2 separate regions of the Salmo salar genome follow, and region 2 is linked to region 1. The links are chromatin contacts, called in public Hi-C maps. All regions are on one chromosome and are shown on one strand. Each heading gives the region's core, a stretch centred on a gene start, on an enhancer-like site or on the middle of the called end of the contact. The rest is flanking DNA. Distances are from core to core; before and after follow the strand shown.

Region 1 (7,677 bases), core at 1,718-4,217:
GTTCAAGTCTGGCCTCTGGTTGGGCCGCTCAAGGACATTGAGACTTGTCCCGAAGCCACTTCTGAGTTGTCTTGGCTGTGTGCTTAGGGTCGTTGTCCTGTTGGAAGGTGAACCTTCTCCCCAGTCTGAGGTCCTGATCGCTCTGGAGCAGGTTTTCACTAAGGATCTCTGTACTTTGCACCGTTCATCTTTCCCTCAACCCTGACTAGTCTCCCAGTCCTTGCTGCTGAAAAACATGACGCTGCCACCACCATGCTTCCCTGTAGGGATGGTGCCAGGTTTCCTCCAGAAGTGACGCTTTGCATTCAGGCGGGCTGTCATGTGCCATTTACTGAGGTGTGGCTTCCATCTGGCCACTCTACCATAAAGGCCTGATTGGTGGAGTGCTGCAGAGATGGTTGTCCTTCTGGAAGGTTCTCCCATCTCCAGAGGAACTCTGGAGCTCTGTCAGAGTAAACGTCGGGTTCTTTGTCACCTCTCTGATTTAGGACCTTCTCCCCCAATTTCTCAGTTAGCCGAGCAGCCAGCTCTAGGAAGAGTCTTGGTGGTTCCAAACTACTTCCATTTAAGAATGATGTAGGCCACTGTGTTCTTTGAGGACCTTAAATGCTGCAGAAATGTTTTTGTACCCTTCCCCAGATCTGTGCCTCAACACAATCCTGTGTCAGAGCTCTATAGGCAATTCCTTCTACCTCATGGCTTGGTTTTTGCTCTCATAGCAAAGGGTCTGAATAGATCTGTTTTTATTTTTTATACATTTGCCCAAAAAATGTAACACCTACTTTCGCTTTGTCATTATGGGGTATTGTTTGTAGGTTGATGAGGATTTGTTTTTATTTAATACATCTTAGATTAAGACTGAATGTAACAAAATGTGGAAAAAGCAAGGGGTCAGAATACTTTCCGAATGCACTGTACAAAGTTTATAAGTCCAAACTCAGAATCAAATATGCTTCCCAAAAATAACATGTTGTGATAGCACGTTTATTTTGAGTGCCTATTTTCTGCATTTATCAGAGTGCCTGATTTTAGTGTCCATGCAAACAAGCTTATTACAGAAATGTCTTACAAAGTGTGTCAAAGTTTTAATTAAACTATTATATTAATCTGACGATACACAATCACACTGTTGTGTGCATGTAACCTTAGTCTCTAATAATTGCATTATTGTGTGCATACAACGCAGTGTTAACCAAACTCAGTCCTCGGGACCCCAAGGGATGCACGTTTTGGTTTTTGCCCTTACACTACACAGCTGATTCAAATAATCAAGCTTTCATTACTTGGATCAGATGTGTAGTGCTAGGGCAAAAACCGTCATCCCATAGTCCCTCCCACCAGCCAAGTCTGCATTCAATGTACCTACAGATGGGGGTCACGTTGAAGAACAAACACCAATGTTTTCTATTGTTTGGCATCGTCAAATATAAATTGTCACAAAAACGAAAGTCAAGCCTGTTCACTTTCGTCAACCATTTCCCACCCAAAATGTTACAGCTACAATACTAACTAAACGTTATTAGCTAACGTTAGATTGCCGACAGGCATTTCTTACTTTATTGTTCTGCGTAGTAGGAATAGCAACACGTCATAACCTTTCTAGCCAACTAACGTTACCTAACTAGATAAATATTCTACAACAAACTAACGTTACCTAGCAAGCTTGCTAACATTTACTGCGACACATGTATGCGCGGTGCTGGTGATCATCGATTAATTTACATCTTAGCTAGCTAACGGTATTAGCTATGTAGCCAACTAGCGAATGTGACTTCACATTGTAAGTAATGTTGTAAGTAACACTTTCTTTGCAGATAGCTATCTAACTTAGTTAGCCAGCAATCTCACAATGCACCTTTTGCTTCCTTGGCCCAACACAGCCAACGAAACGAGTTAGCTCACTGGTAATGTTAGTGTCATCACAATTAACTAGGTAACTACCACCGACTACAATCTAACTAAGTAACTAACATTAACGTCAACTATCTACATGTTACTTACCCTATTCATAGAGGCTACCTATTTAAGCAAGATAATGTGCCTAACTACTTAGCTATTATGACACTTAACGATTGATTGAATGTTGACAAAACGTTATACACTGTTAGCGGGTTCGCTAGCTTTGCGGCCAGTTCATGATCCGAGAACTGTTTTCATAACAAATCGCTAGTTAGCTAACGTTGACGTTAGCTAGCTTGTTAGCAAAACGTCTTGACAGCAAGACGATTCTCAAGACATTTAGCTAATTATGTATTCAAGTGTTTTTTTATAGGAATCGGATAACAAAATCAATTTGTTTAGCAAGTTAATCAGTAGCTAAATGTCAGAATTCACGACAAATTAACGTTTATTTTTATTTGCTACCTAACTTAGCCTAAATCAACCACCACAGCAGGCCCAATGTAACGTTACATTGTTGACCAGTGTCGTTTCATCTGATAGTTATGACAATCACCTGATTGCTAGCTACCTAGCTAACTAACTAACTAAACCAGTTAGCTAGTTCCTTGGCCCTGACTTACCATGCAAGGCCGAGGCCTGGAGAATGGCCCCTGAAGTGCCGTCGATTACTTTTATACTGCCCCGGCTAGTAACAGCCAGGATAGCGTTAAGGGCCGGGTGGTAGGAAAGGCTCCGCAGGCCCTCCTCGTCGCAACGAAGGCAACCGTCTCTCAGTACAATCCAGTCTGAGGAGGTGGACGAGCAGGAGCCCGGCGAGGCCGCGGCCGCCATCTTTATTTATTTTCCCCGTTCCCTTCTGTTTTTAGGAAGCTCCCGTTTATACGAGTAAGATTAATAATTGTAAACACTTAATCCCAAACTACCGCTCCTCTACTACTGCTGACTCTCCTTCTGCGGCTTCTGTTCCTCCACCGGTTACCGCAGCAGTAGCTATTCACCATCAGTACTGAGAAAGCTACGAGCGTTGCACTCAGATGAACGTCAGGTAAACGGAACTAGCGTAGTGCTTGGCTATCACGCGACACCAGAGAGGGCACTGCGATGTTGACTCCGGAGTCCAGACAGAGAACCTCTTTGGATTACTGTTCTGTGAATGTTATTTCCCCACTGTAAATGGTGTTTGTTGTGACTCCCATAGATATAAATTACTAGCTATGTGAGTTATGTAATTATGACTATTTTGTTTTTGATCCAGCCCTTGCCTGATGTTGGGATATACAGCAGATCCCCACCCAAGAACCCCGAATAATAAACCCTAAAACCCATCGCCCAGTGGTCCCTATAACATACCGCGCAACAGCAAGCAAGCAAGCAAAACGAACCCCTACTGTACAGATCAACAATAGGTCTGTTGAGTTTTAGCAGCCCACCAAGACCTATCATTTGTAAAGCCCTTGAAGACGGACACCAAATAACAGAAATTGCCTTGGACCGCATTACTGTAAAACCAATGCACATTTCCGTTCGTCCTTTACCACTAGAAACCATAAGCATACTTTAATTTGCGTTTATCTTATATCCAATTTCAGATGTACTCTGTGATAAAGATTAAGATCAAAATGGCACATTCAACAACAAATGAACAGTCTTTGTTCTAAAAGCTTATATACAATGTGTCAGCACAACACACTAACAATATTAAAAACTGTTAATGTTTACAGCTAATAATTCATATTCTAATTACTGTAAATACCACAACTAATTTTAACCCCGCCAATAGTCTTTACTTATTATGGTAAATCCTACATAAAAGCTTGGGTGTGAGTTTTTGTTAACAGGCATGCAGATTAATGATAACATTTTACATATGAGAGGGAATGTATTTTAAAATATCTAGTACAGTACAACAGTTATATGGACAATTATGTTGATATCATTTAACCCCCCCACTGTGAATTCATTATAAATATCACTATTGTTCCAGGTCTAAAAATGTTACATGTACACCTCTACAACACATTAAGCTATATACAGTAGGTATACGTACAATCGATACAAGGAAGTTGTCTGAAAATATACATCAGTTCAATAAAAGAATAAACAACTAATGAAAGGCACCACACTTTAGTAGACTGTTTTATTTCACTCAAACTGCCCATCATCTACTGGCCTACCCAGGCTGAAATTCATAAAGTTAAGAAATAAAGGTTTGTAAAAGGTGCATAAAATGACAACTAAATAATGCATAACAGTATGTTAAACCCACTACCTTACAAAATAATGGTGGAACCTCAGTTAGGGGTTGACGTCTTTCTTAACCCCTTGGTTCTAATTGAACATTTGTGCACTGTATTTGGCACCACCTTCCTCTATGGAATAAAAGCATTAACAAAAATCTATGTGACCCCAACATGATTACCAAAACCAGATTTCACACCTTGATTAAATAATTATGATGCGAATGCAAACCAGGGTTCTAATTACAATTAAATCTGAATGCAGCCTTACACTATACGCTACTGCTTTTTATTGAGCAAAGCGGTAAGGGGCACATTTAAATACACTGACGTAACATATACCCTTATCCCCACAGTCTAGGATTGTAAACAGAGATAAAAGAGGGAGAAAATAACCTTTTAAAAAATCCATGTTCCTTATTTTCATTGTGGAATGAATCCTTGTGTGTCTTTTCACAGTGCTTTGTGTCAGTCTCCAACCAAAGTGCCCACAGTAGCCATTTGTCCAATCAGACCCCAGTATATAGTGACAGGAAGTAGATGTACAAAAGGAAAATAGGGTATATGAGAAGAGGCTTCTTGGTTTTGAATTCATTCCCAACAAGTAGAGAAGCAGCACTGTAAGCAGCCCAGAATACTCCAAAAAGCTGGAAAATGAAAGACAGTTGACAACTAATAAACACTCATATCTGATTTAAGAGTACATTTGTATTATCTACAAAAAAATCTAAAGATGTACAAAAGCTCTGAATATGTTAGTGTATGTTAAATCAAATGTGCAGTGCTGAATTAGATATTAATTCTTGTGGAAAATGTGAGAGAATAAATGTTGATTATCTTTGCTGATGTGCTCACCTTTATTAGTGTAGAAACAACATCAAAACCCCCAATGACCAAAAGCAATGGAGCTATAACGATGAGTGGGAGTAGAGAGTATCCAATCACTCCAAGGACTTGTCCATAAGACACCTATCCGATATAAAACAATGCAAGTCAGTGTTTCACAGCATGCCACATCATTCATGTTGTAATAGAAAGCAAATTCACATCCAGAGGCATGTACAGTATCAAGTAAGAGAAATGTACTACTCATCAAGACTAGGAATATGAATTATTTTAGCTTAAAAAGGTTGATCTTACCTCACCACCGAGAACACGAGCCAGCAGAAAGATTGTTAAAGATCCGAATATCCAAATGGTAATTATCCAAGACACAACCTTAGGAAATAAAATAATGCAACAAATAATTAAAACAACTTTCAAGCTGAAAATTGTGACATGGTACCAAAGGACACATTGTTTTGGTGTGATCTGAGAAAAAAATGCACAGGTTGTCCTGCCGCCTCACCCTGAACTGTCCGTAGATGGAGATCATGGAAAACAGGAGCACTACAGCCAGAGGACCCCAGAAGTCAGGGTTGTCCCTCACAACCTGCCGATTGAAGCCCAAGGAGGGCATTGGCATCAGCACACAGCGGATCTTGTAGTAGATGTCTTTCAGGTCGATGTCCAGCTCCTCCCTAATCATACATGCATATGAGAGAGAACAGGAGCATCATGAGATAACAGCACATTTCGTTAGCAGTGATGGCCAAATTGGATGTCAGTGTCATTTTAATATCAATGTGCATGGACAAAGAATGGGTTTCTTGAAGAAGGCACTTACAGAAGAGGTTTGTTGTCTTCTGGGTCATCCTCGTCTACTTCCAGTAGCCAGCCATAGCCTCGTTTCCTCAGGAACGTGGTTGCATATGGGTCTTTTGCATCGTCGCTGCCCATGTTCAATTTAACATCTGGGGCATCGATAGTACCACTTAGATCTGTAGGGAATTTAATGTAAACGAGTATTGGTTCACATGTAACATGCGTTGAATTTCTGTCTTGTTGAACTGTACAGTATATGTTCAAGGTTTCCAAAACCGTATCACAATTAAAGATAAAACATTTTCCTCGATAGATCATTTACACTAAACCAACTATCACCTCAGTTAAGCAAAAACGGACGTAGAATGCCGAAAATAATTGTCCCCCTGTTTGTCCTACTGTTTAAATGACATTCAACTTTATTTACTCAATCAGCAATTACATGCAACCAGTGAAAATAGACTGTCGAGTTAAGTATTACGCTTATCTTCAGTAGAATATATAGTTAGGCAGTTGGATTTACTTCAGTGGTATAGCTAACGTTAGCTAGTTGGATTGCTAACGTTAGCCTAGCCGTAAAAGCTGCAGAAAGCTGTCAAATCTCTCTGAACCACTACGTAACTTGACAAAATCGACAACACTATGACTCAAGGTTAGTTAAATACTTTAATTAAATGTCAAGCTAGCAGAATGTCGTGTTGACAAATACGGTAGCTAGCTAGCAAGCTAACTAAAATGAATATAAAACACATATGACAGTATTCACGGCCTGCTAACATTACCCTCGGCTTCAGTTGACGAGACGAAGGTAAAATCTCCGTTGGTGGGAGACAGCTGCATTGTTGATGTTGTGCCAACAACCTTCATGTCCTAAGAACTGACATTTAAAAAGTGTTTCAATGAATAACCTGCCACAAGTAAATATAACGTTGTAAATGACGGGTTTCCCGAATTTGTCACGATTATTCCATCTTGTTGTTGAGGTATCGTTTGGTCCCACCCACTGAGGTCCGACAACACACACATCCAGCGATATTGGTTTCCACTGGTTACCACAGCCACTAAATCAAAATTGGCTATATCGTAATAACTGATGAAAACAAACATTTGCTTTTTAGTCTTCATTTAACGTTAAGGTTAGGCACAATATTAGCCGTGTAGTTAGAGTTAGGTTTAAAATCAGATTTTCAGAAAATAAATGGTAGAAATAGTCGGTGTTTATAACTTTTTGGCTGTGGCAACTAGTGACGACCAGCGATATTACAGAAAGAAGGAAGTGTGAGGCTGGTAAAGACGACACATCAAATCCCAACACGGCAGCAGAAAAACTCGCCATCTAGTGATAGTTGGACTCCCACCATCAATACGCAACATGACACTTAAAAAAATGATAACCCCTCCTTCCAATTCAATTCAATTCCCTCCTTTGTCGTTCAAAACACTCCCCCATATATGGTTGGCTGATCAGAATAGACAGACCAATAGTATCAGCTCGTTGCTTGCTCAGTATTTCTTATCGATGTTAGCCCATTCAATTCGTGGGTAAGTATCTCGGGAAATGACTAATGGTATTTTATATTCATAGAAGCATGTTCTTATTTCAAAATAACATTAAAATGGGTTTACAACTAATTTAGCTATGCCCTAGGCAATAGCTGCGATTTTTTTTGCAGACAGGGTGGGGGTAAAAATACTTGCATGCAGGGGCGCAACTTTCACTGGGGTTACATGTCCCTCTCACATTCTGAAATTACATTTTTGCCCCCCCCCCAGTGTTATCGTTGGAATGTGATACAAAGCGAGTCAACGGTGTGCTTCAGGACCATGAGGATGTCTGTGAGTGGTCGGGTAGGCTGTTTGGAGTGTTTATCCGTCTGGATAAAACAATATATGT
Region 2 (7,677 bases), core at 3,559-6,058, 36 kb before region 1:
GGTGGAGTAGTTGAGCTTGTAGAGGGCCAGATAGCCCCCACCGCCACAGCCTCCCAGGGGCCTGGACGGCTGTTGTCGCTGGTCAGGGGGGGGCAGGATGAGTGGGGTCTGAGGGGGAGAGGCGGAGGGAAGGGCCTCGTGGCCATTGGCCAGTGTGGGCAGGGGCTGGAGCTCTCCCTTACGGCGGCTGCAGAGGGCTGAGTGGAGGCGATTAAGGTTGTTGAGGGCCTCCACCTGGTTGATGGCGCTGAGAGACTCCACGGAGCAGGGCTGTAGCCCCACCAGCAAGTGCACGCCGTCTGAACAGGGCGTGATGGAGTCCACGTAGAGGTTCTCCTCCTCCAGCTGCTTGGGCAGCCGCAGACACTGCACCAGGGCTCCGGGCCGCGGCGCCAGCGAGCTCCACTTGTCCCCGTCCAGGGCGGCTAGGTTTGCGGCAGCGTCTGCAAACTGCTGGATGTAGGTGATGGGCGGGTCCTGGAGCAGCAGCTGCTCGTGAGTGTCGAACTCCATCTCGATGATCTGCGGAACGGAGAAGCCCTCCTCGTGCAGCCCCTTGCTCATCAGATTGCTCATCTGGGCAAACACCTTGCCCGACGACTTCTCCTCCGACTCCTTGATGCTGTAGAGCAAGAGCACGGGCATAGTCCTGCGCACGGCAGGAGCGGCTGGGTTTGGAGAACCCAGCTCCATAGGAGGGGGATTGCAGGTCTCCATCTCCACAGGGCCCTGGTCAGGCACGGCATGGGGGAGCTCGGGGCCCTGAGTCCTGAGGGGGCCGTCCATGGTGCGGCGGGCGGAGGAAGGGGGTGGGGCGGCAAGCGGGGAGCCGGCGGCAGAGCGGTAGCTGAGCAGGCCTCCAGCCAGAAGGCAGGGGAAGGGAATGTTGTGGTGCTCCGCGGGCTTCTCCTTGGCCTTGTCGGCCTTGGCCTGGGCCAGGGAAGGGTTAGCCCCCAGCTCCTCCAGGTCCTTGACGGTGTCCTCCAACACGCTGGCCACCACCTCCCACTGGAGCTTCTCTGGCTGCTGCAGGACGCTGAGTGCTGTCACGCCCAGGCTCACCTCCATGCTCTCCCTCTGGGATGGGTGGCCTGGGAACAGGAGGGGGGACAAAAATAAAATGCGATAGCTCAACATACGGATACCTAGAAAGTCTACGGAGCAAAAGAGTAACAAGATTTGAAGAGGCTTCATACCGGTCACCGACTCTGATCTGGAATGCTCTTCACTGTCGGAGTCCTCCAACTGATCGTCACTGGCAGAGACAAAAACAAAAAGAAACACACATTTCCTCTTTTACACGCACTTAACACAATTGAAACTTTCATTGACTGACATAGAATAGGTGTGTCCAGTAGTACCTGTCCCCCTCTAGTTTTGGTATGTCTGAGCAGCTGGAGGAGTCCTCTAGCCAGGCTAAGGTGGGCCTCCTGGACTCCTGGGTCCCCAGGGCCAGCTCGCTCCCAGACAGAATCAGCTGCCGCAGGATTGCTGGGTCGTAGGGGTTGATTTCAAATTTCAAGTGCACCTGAGGGGAGCACAAAACATCATGAATCAACAAATCACATTTACAAACATTAGTAATATCCTTACGCACATAGATTAATGTATTCATGCCATAAATTGTATGCATGTCAATTAAGTCTGACGAATGGGCCCAGACATCCAGGACAAAACATGGAGGCAGACATCAACAAAACTGTACTTCACGTTTCGCGCCTAGCCGCGCTGCACAGCCTTACCTTCATGAGCTTGGACAAGTCCCAGATGCAGATCTTGCCACGCTTGGTGGCGGCTGCCAGGAAGTGTGGGCAGCTGCCGAAGCCGTAGCAGGCGATCTTATCTGAGCCATCAGGTGTGGGGAACTGTGCGGGGCTGGTGGCCAGCGTGACGGACAGGGGCACGTTCTGGGTGTGCTCACCCTTCACAAATGGACAGTTGGGGGAATGTCGCTCGTGCTCGGACCTGACGGGAAGGCCGGGGCGTGATCATTATGATGAGAGGTAAGTAAATGTGCGATCTGAAGGTTGTGTGGTGTGTGTGTGTGTGTACAGTACATTCTGAAATATATTCAGACTCCTTCACTTTTTCCACATTTTGTTAAGTCACAGCCTTATTCTAAAATGTATTTAAATAATGACAAAGCGAAAACAGGTTTAGAAAAGTTCGCAAATGTATTAAATATAAAAAACAGAAATATCATATTTACATAAGTATTCAGACCCTTTGCTACGAGACTCGAAATTGAGCTCAGGTGCATCCTGTTTTCATTGATCATCCTTGAGATGTTTCTACAACTTTATTGGAGTCCACCTGTGGTAAATTCAATGGATTGGACATGATTTGGAAAGGCACACACCTGTCTATATAAGGTCCCACAGTTGACAGTGCATGTCAGAGCATAAACCAAGCCATGAGGTCGAAGGAATTGTCCGTAGAGACAGGATTGTGTCGAGGCACAGATCTGGGGAAGGGTACCAAAAACATTCTGCAGCATTGAAGGTCCCCAAGAACATTGGCCTCCATCATTCTTAAATGGAAGAAGTTTGGAATCCCCAAGAATCTTCCTAAAGCTGGCCGCCCAGCCAAACTGAGCAATCGGGGGAGAAGGGCCTTGGTCAGGGAGGTGACCAAGAACCCGACGGTCACTCTGACAGAGCTCCAGAGTTACTCTGTGGAGATGGGAGAACCTTCCAGAAGGACAACCATCTCTGCAGCACTCCAATCAGGCCTCTATTGTAGAGTGGCCAGACGGAAGTCACTTCTCAGTAAAAGACACATGACAGCAACTCCCGCTTGGAGTTTGCCAAAAAGCACCTAAAGACTCTCTGACCATGAGAAAAAAGATTCTCTGGTATGATGAAACCAAGATTGAACTCTTTGGTCTAAATGCAAAGCGTCACATCTGGAGGAAACCTGGCACCATCCCTACAGTTAAACTTAGTGGTGGCAGCATCATGCTGTGGGGATGTTTTTCAGCGGCAGGTACTGGGAGGATCGAGGGAAAGATGAACGAAGCAAAGTACAGAGGGATCCTTGATGAAAACCTGCTCCAGAGCGCTCAGGACCTCAGACTGGGGAGAAGGTTCACCTTCCAACAGGACAACGATCGTAAGCACACAGCCAAGACAACACAGGAGTGGCTTTGGGACAAGTCTCTGAATGTCCTTGAGTGGTCCAGCCAGAGCCCGGACTTCAACCTGATCGAACATCTCTGGAGAGACCTGAAAATGGCTGTGCAGCGATGCTCCCCACATCCAACCTGACAGAGCTTGCAAGGATCTGCAGAGAAGAATGGGAGAAACTCCCCAAATACAAGTGTGCCAAGCTTGTATGGTCATACCCAGGAAGACACGAGGCTGTAATGGCTGACAAAGGTGCATCAACAAAGTACTCAGTAAAAGGTCTGAATACTTACTTAAAAGGTGATCGTTTTTTTTTTTTATATACATTTGCAACAACAAAAAAACTATTTTAGGTTTGTCATTATGGGGTATTGGGTGTAGATTGATGAGGATCGTTTTTTTTTAATCCATTTTAGAATAAGGCTGTAACGTAACAAAATGTGGAAAAAGTCAAAGGGTCTGAATACTTTCCAAATGCACAGTATGTGTCACTCACCACGGTTCATCTGTGGGCTCCCAACACACTAGGCAGACACTGCATGTGAAACACATGGCCCTGTCATCACCGGTGGAGGCAGGCTGCAGAGGGAACAAAGAGAGAGAAGGCATTTCCAAACAGTGAAAAACTCCAAGTTAAGTACCATGAGGCTCAGTGATCCGCAATAAAAACAAACTAATCTATTACACTTGATGTACAGCAATAAATATATTTTATACTGCATCAGCAATAGTGTGCCATACAGCAACGTGTATGTCAAACAGCATGCAAACTAGTGTGCATGCATGATAAAGATGTAATTGGAGGATGAAATAGTAAATCAATGAATATGTAAGCATTAGAGATAGAGAGCTGATGGGAGATGGTGGCCTTACACTGCCTACCTGGTGGTAAAATCCTGCTTGGGCCATGGGGTCAGGCTGTGCCCACCTGTACCCGGCGTGGGGCCACGACATGAACGTTTCTCTCCTATTGGCCTCACTGTACATTAATGATCTGAAAGACAGACAGCAAGAGTCAAAACCTTATCAATTGAGAAATGACGGCAAAACAATGAACAAAACACATCAAATTGGTAATGGAGAGATAAAAGTTCATTCAGTGATTTTCATGCCTCTGTGGTGCACCGTGAGGTCTGTCATGGTTTAAGGTCCTGCTCACCTATCTACAGAGCGCCCTGGGCCCACCCCCAGCTCAGGCCGTGCGCTTGGTAATAGGTAGGAGAGTCTGTCCATTATGAACGAGGCCACAGACAAGGCAGCGACATTCTGGTTTATCTTCTTCAGCTCGTTCACGATGGCACTGGCGACCAACTTTAGCACATGGTGTGGAAGATGGAACGTCACTGTTGCCCACTGGAGAGCGAGAGAGCGACAGACAGTGTTAGGGAAGGAGAGAGAAGGGTGTCATTTCAGTAATACTGCATCCCTTCCCTGCTGGTACAGCAGATAAAAGTATACAACCAGGGTTTGCCCAAATTCACATATATTATACAATGTATGCCATTCTGTGAGAAGTCACTGGGAAAGTGAAAAGGGAAGTCCCTCATCTGGACACAAGCTGGTTGTTACAGCAGTGTGAGTTGGGATCCGGCCAAGGAAGAGATGCCGGATGTTAGATAAACTGCAAATATCAGGCCTTGGTCCTGCATTGGACTTGCAAGGGGAGTGTATTTCTTTTGATACAGAAGGATAGGGGGGTGGGGGCAGCTGTTAAAACATTCACAATATAGCAAGCTAAAGCAATGGGTGCTAAATGAAATAGGGCAACAAAATGATCTTGATGTAACAGAGTGCAGGTTGGCACTCCGACAGCCAGTAGAGAGGATTCTTCTGCCCTGGATCTCAGCAATGGAACCAGTGCTAAAACATGTGCATGAGTAAAAACCTGTGAGAGTCGTGTTGGGTCACTCACTGGTTATAGAACATATACTGTTACAGACATCCCTTTTAAATAAGACTGAACAAGTAGGTCACCCAGTCCTGTGTGAGTGAGGCAGGGCTGTTCCAGACAACAACAAAAAAGATCTTGGTCGACCTGTTCTTTAGTCCAATCGATTGGTGGACATTTTTAAATGTATTTTTCCATATAGACACTTATGGGTTTTAAATCAAAATCAACTATATATACATTTTTTTTTTTATTTAACCTTTATTTAACTAGGCAAGTCAGTTAAGAACAAATTCTTATTTACAATGACGGCCTACTGGGGAACCATGGGTAAACTGCCTTGTTCAAGGGCAGAACGACAGATTTTTACCTTGGCAGCTTGGGGATTCGATCTAGCAACCTTTCGGTTACTGGTCCAACGTTCTAACCACTTGGCTACCTGCCGCCCAGTATATGCACTGAGCTTGTCTAATGATTTAAGAACTCTGATGAAATAATTAAGACAAGTGACTAGAGGGAGTCCGACCGCAATTGATTTGATTGCGACTGGCTCAAACTTGCTGCGCAAAAAAGAAATACAAATGAAATAAAAAGACAAGCACCCGTTGTCTCCTCCCAGCTGCAGCGACCACAGAACATCAGTGTTTATCTCGCTGTCCGTGTTGCTGTAGCAGCAATATAATTACAGCCATTTCCGACTAAAGTTGTTACCGAAATCCCTCTTGTTTAGGAAAAACATTCCCTGTTCCCTCAATAATCCTTGCTCTCTTTACATGACATGTATACATCGCATGCACGTGACAAATAGGGCATGTCCTATAGCATATCATAATCACATCAATAAATTGGTTACAACAAACTCCAACAATAACATGTGAAATGTGAAAAAGAAACTCACTGGTTGCTCAGGAGGTAAAGGGGAAGTCAGATGTGTGGAATAAATTTGACAAGTTGTGGAAAATACTGGAGATCAAGAAAACGGTAAGGAGCAAGCGCTGCATGCATATTGTGTGTGCCAAACCGATGCTGCTAGATTACAATACCATTTCCAACCATTTGGAACACTGTAAACACTAAATAAATTAAGCGTAGAGTGTTGTAACAATTCAATTATTTTTGTCAATCGTTTATTACAGCAAAGACTAAAAACAGTCGCATGCATTTGTGAATGCAATTACCGAAATGAAATGGTATAGTTCTAGTTTAAGCTAATTATTGTATGGTCGCTTTGTTATTTTAATTTAAAACGCTTGATTGCATTTCACATCATTAAGGACTCGTATGCTGTATGATGACATGAACAAATTAATGATTGACACAGTAGCCTATATAAGTATTGACATATAGGCATAAGTAAGTTACGGTATTAAGACTTAACAGGATGCGCTCTTAGACCTACAGCTTGTTGGTGGTTATACAAGGCTGCTATACTAAACCTACTAATGCTAATGAAATTACTTATTATAAAGATAATAACAAAAAGGAGATCAAGAAAGAGGTTATTATTATTATTACGGATGCATGATATATCGGTGAGCATATCGGAATCGGACGATATTAGCTAAAAATACCAACATTGGCCCGATGTCTAGTTTAACACCGATGTGAAAAACCAACGTCAAAGCTGACGTGGATACCTATATAACGTAGGTACATAATGTAATGACGCCACAAAAAGGTTTGCGCTACACGTGCAACACAGCATTCCTAACCTAGCACACAATGTCTGCTGTGTGGCTCGAGCAGTCAAGTCGAGTAGTCATTTGAAAGAGTAACAACATTTCAGCGAGACAACTCAAAGGCGAAATCCATTAACGCGAAGATAATGGAATTCATTGCCCTTGACAAGTAACCGTTCTCTGTCATGGGTGATGTTGGCTTTCGCGACTGGTCGAGCACCGGTACACACTACCAAGTAGGCGCTATTATTCAGATGTTGCCCTACCGGAGTTACACAGTAATAGCGTCACTGCGATTAGCTTCACGACTGACATTTGGACCAGCGATATCAGCCCCATGAACATGCCGAGTCTGACAGCAGTGGGTCGTCGAGGATTTTGTACTGAGGAAAGTAGTATTGCATGCTCATTAATGTGCTGGTTGTCATACCGCTGCTGCCATTTCAACGGCATTTGGGAACATGTTTGAAACATGAACACACTAGCTAGCTCCATTCGAACAACTGACTGGAGAAATCAGCTCATCAACTGTGCCTGCAACAGACGTGATACCCTCTGTCATGGCATTGAAATACTTGCTCAACAAAACTGCCGACAGGCTGTGAACAAGCAATTGGGTGGCACTCTCTCTTTACTGTGTCGCCACCATGCTCGATGCTCTGTACAAGGACCGCTACTTCGATACAGACATGAAACAGGGTTTACGTGAAATGTTACATACACAGCTGGACAAGATGGAAATGGACATAGTGACCGTGTGCACTGAGGAAGCGAGACCCACGGACAGACAGAGCTGAAACTTCACTGCTTGACATGTATGATGAAATCCTGGTTGAGAATGAAACGACTGAACGAAACAGCACAGTAAGTAAGTGAAATAAATAGGTTTTGATTATGTTTTACTGGTAATGGGGACATATATAAATGACAAAAACAACGCTGGACCAATTGTGCGCTGCCCTATGGGACTCCCAATCACAGCCGA

Evidence for each region. Hi-C and Micro-C count contacts between places; a contact is called where the count stands out from the background.
Region 2: a contact with region 1 is called in a Hi-C map of muscle, with 4 times the contacts expected there. The contact joins the enhancer-like site here to the promoter of LOC106606575 in region 1. A contact is called at or near these places in 3 of 3 Hi-C or Micro-C datasets (blood, gill and muscle).

Annotation. Positions count from the first base shown.
Region 1 is chrssa01:59,668,031-59,675,707 of Ssal_v3.1, reverse strand. LOC106606575 (baculoviral IAP repeat-containing protein 6) reads right to left here and starts at 2,967. Exons shown (of 75, transcript XM_014202984.2): 1 at 2,523-2,967. The coding sequence starts at 2,733. LOC106606648 (protein YIPF4) reads right to left here and starts at 6,863. Exons shown (of 6, transcript XM_014202992.2): 1 at 6,566-6,863; 2 at 5,806-5,959; 3 at 5,488-5,659; 4 at 5,280-5,357; 5 at 4,995-5,108; 6 at 4,026-4,786. The coding sequence starts at 6,650. The coding sequence ends at 4,649.
Region 2 is chrssa01:59,705,537-59,713,213 of Ssal_v3.1, reverse strand. It overlaps LOC106606575 (baculoviral IAP repeat-containing protein 6), which reads right to left. Exons shown (of 75, transcript XM_014202984.2): 4 at 4,285-4,478; 5 at 4,008-4,119; 6 at 3,622-3,704; 7 at 1,743-1,965; 8 at 1,362-1,528; 9 at 1,197-1,255; 10 at 1-1,091. Among protein-coding and RNA genes, the nearest start is that of LOC106606575, 37 kb to the right of the region's middle. Within about 2 kb of position 4,808, at least 1 of the 13 cell types and tissues checked has an H3K27ac peak or open chromatin away from gene starts, as enhancers often do. A contact at or near this core is called in muscle, where this site is marked.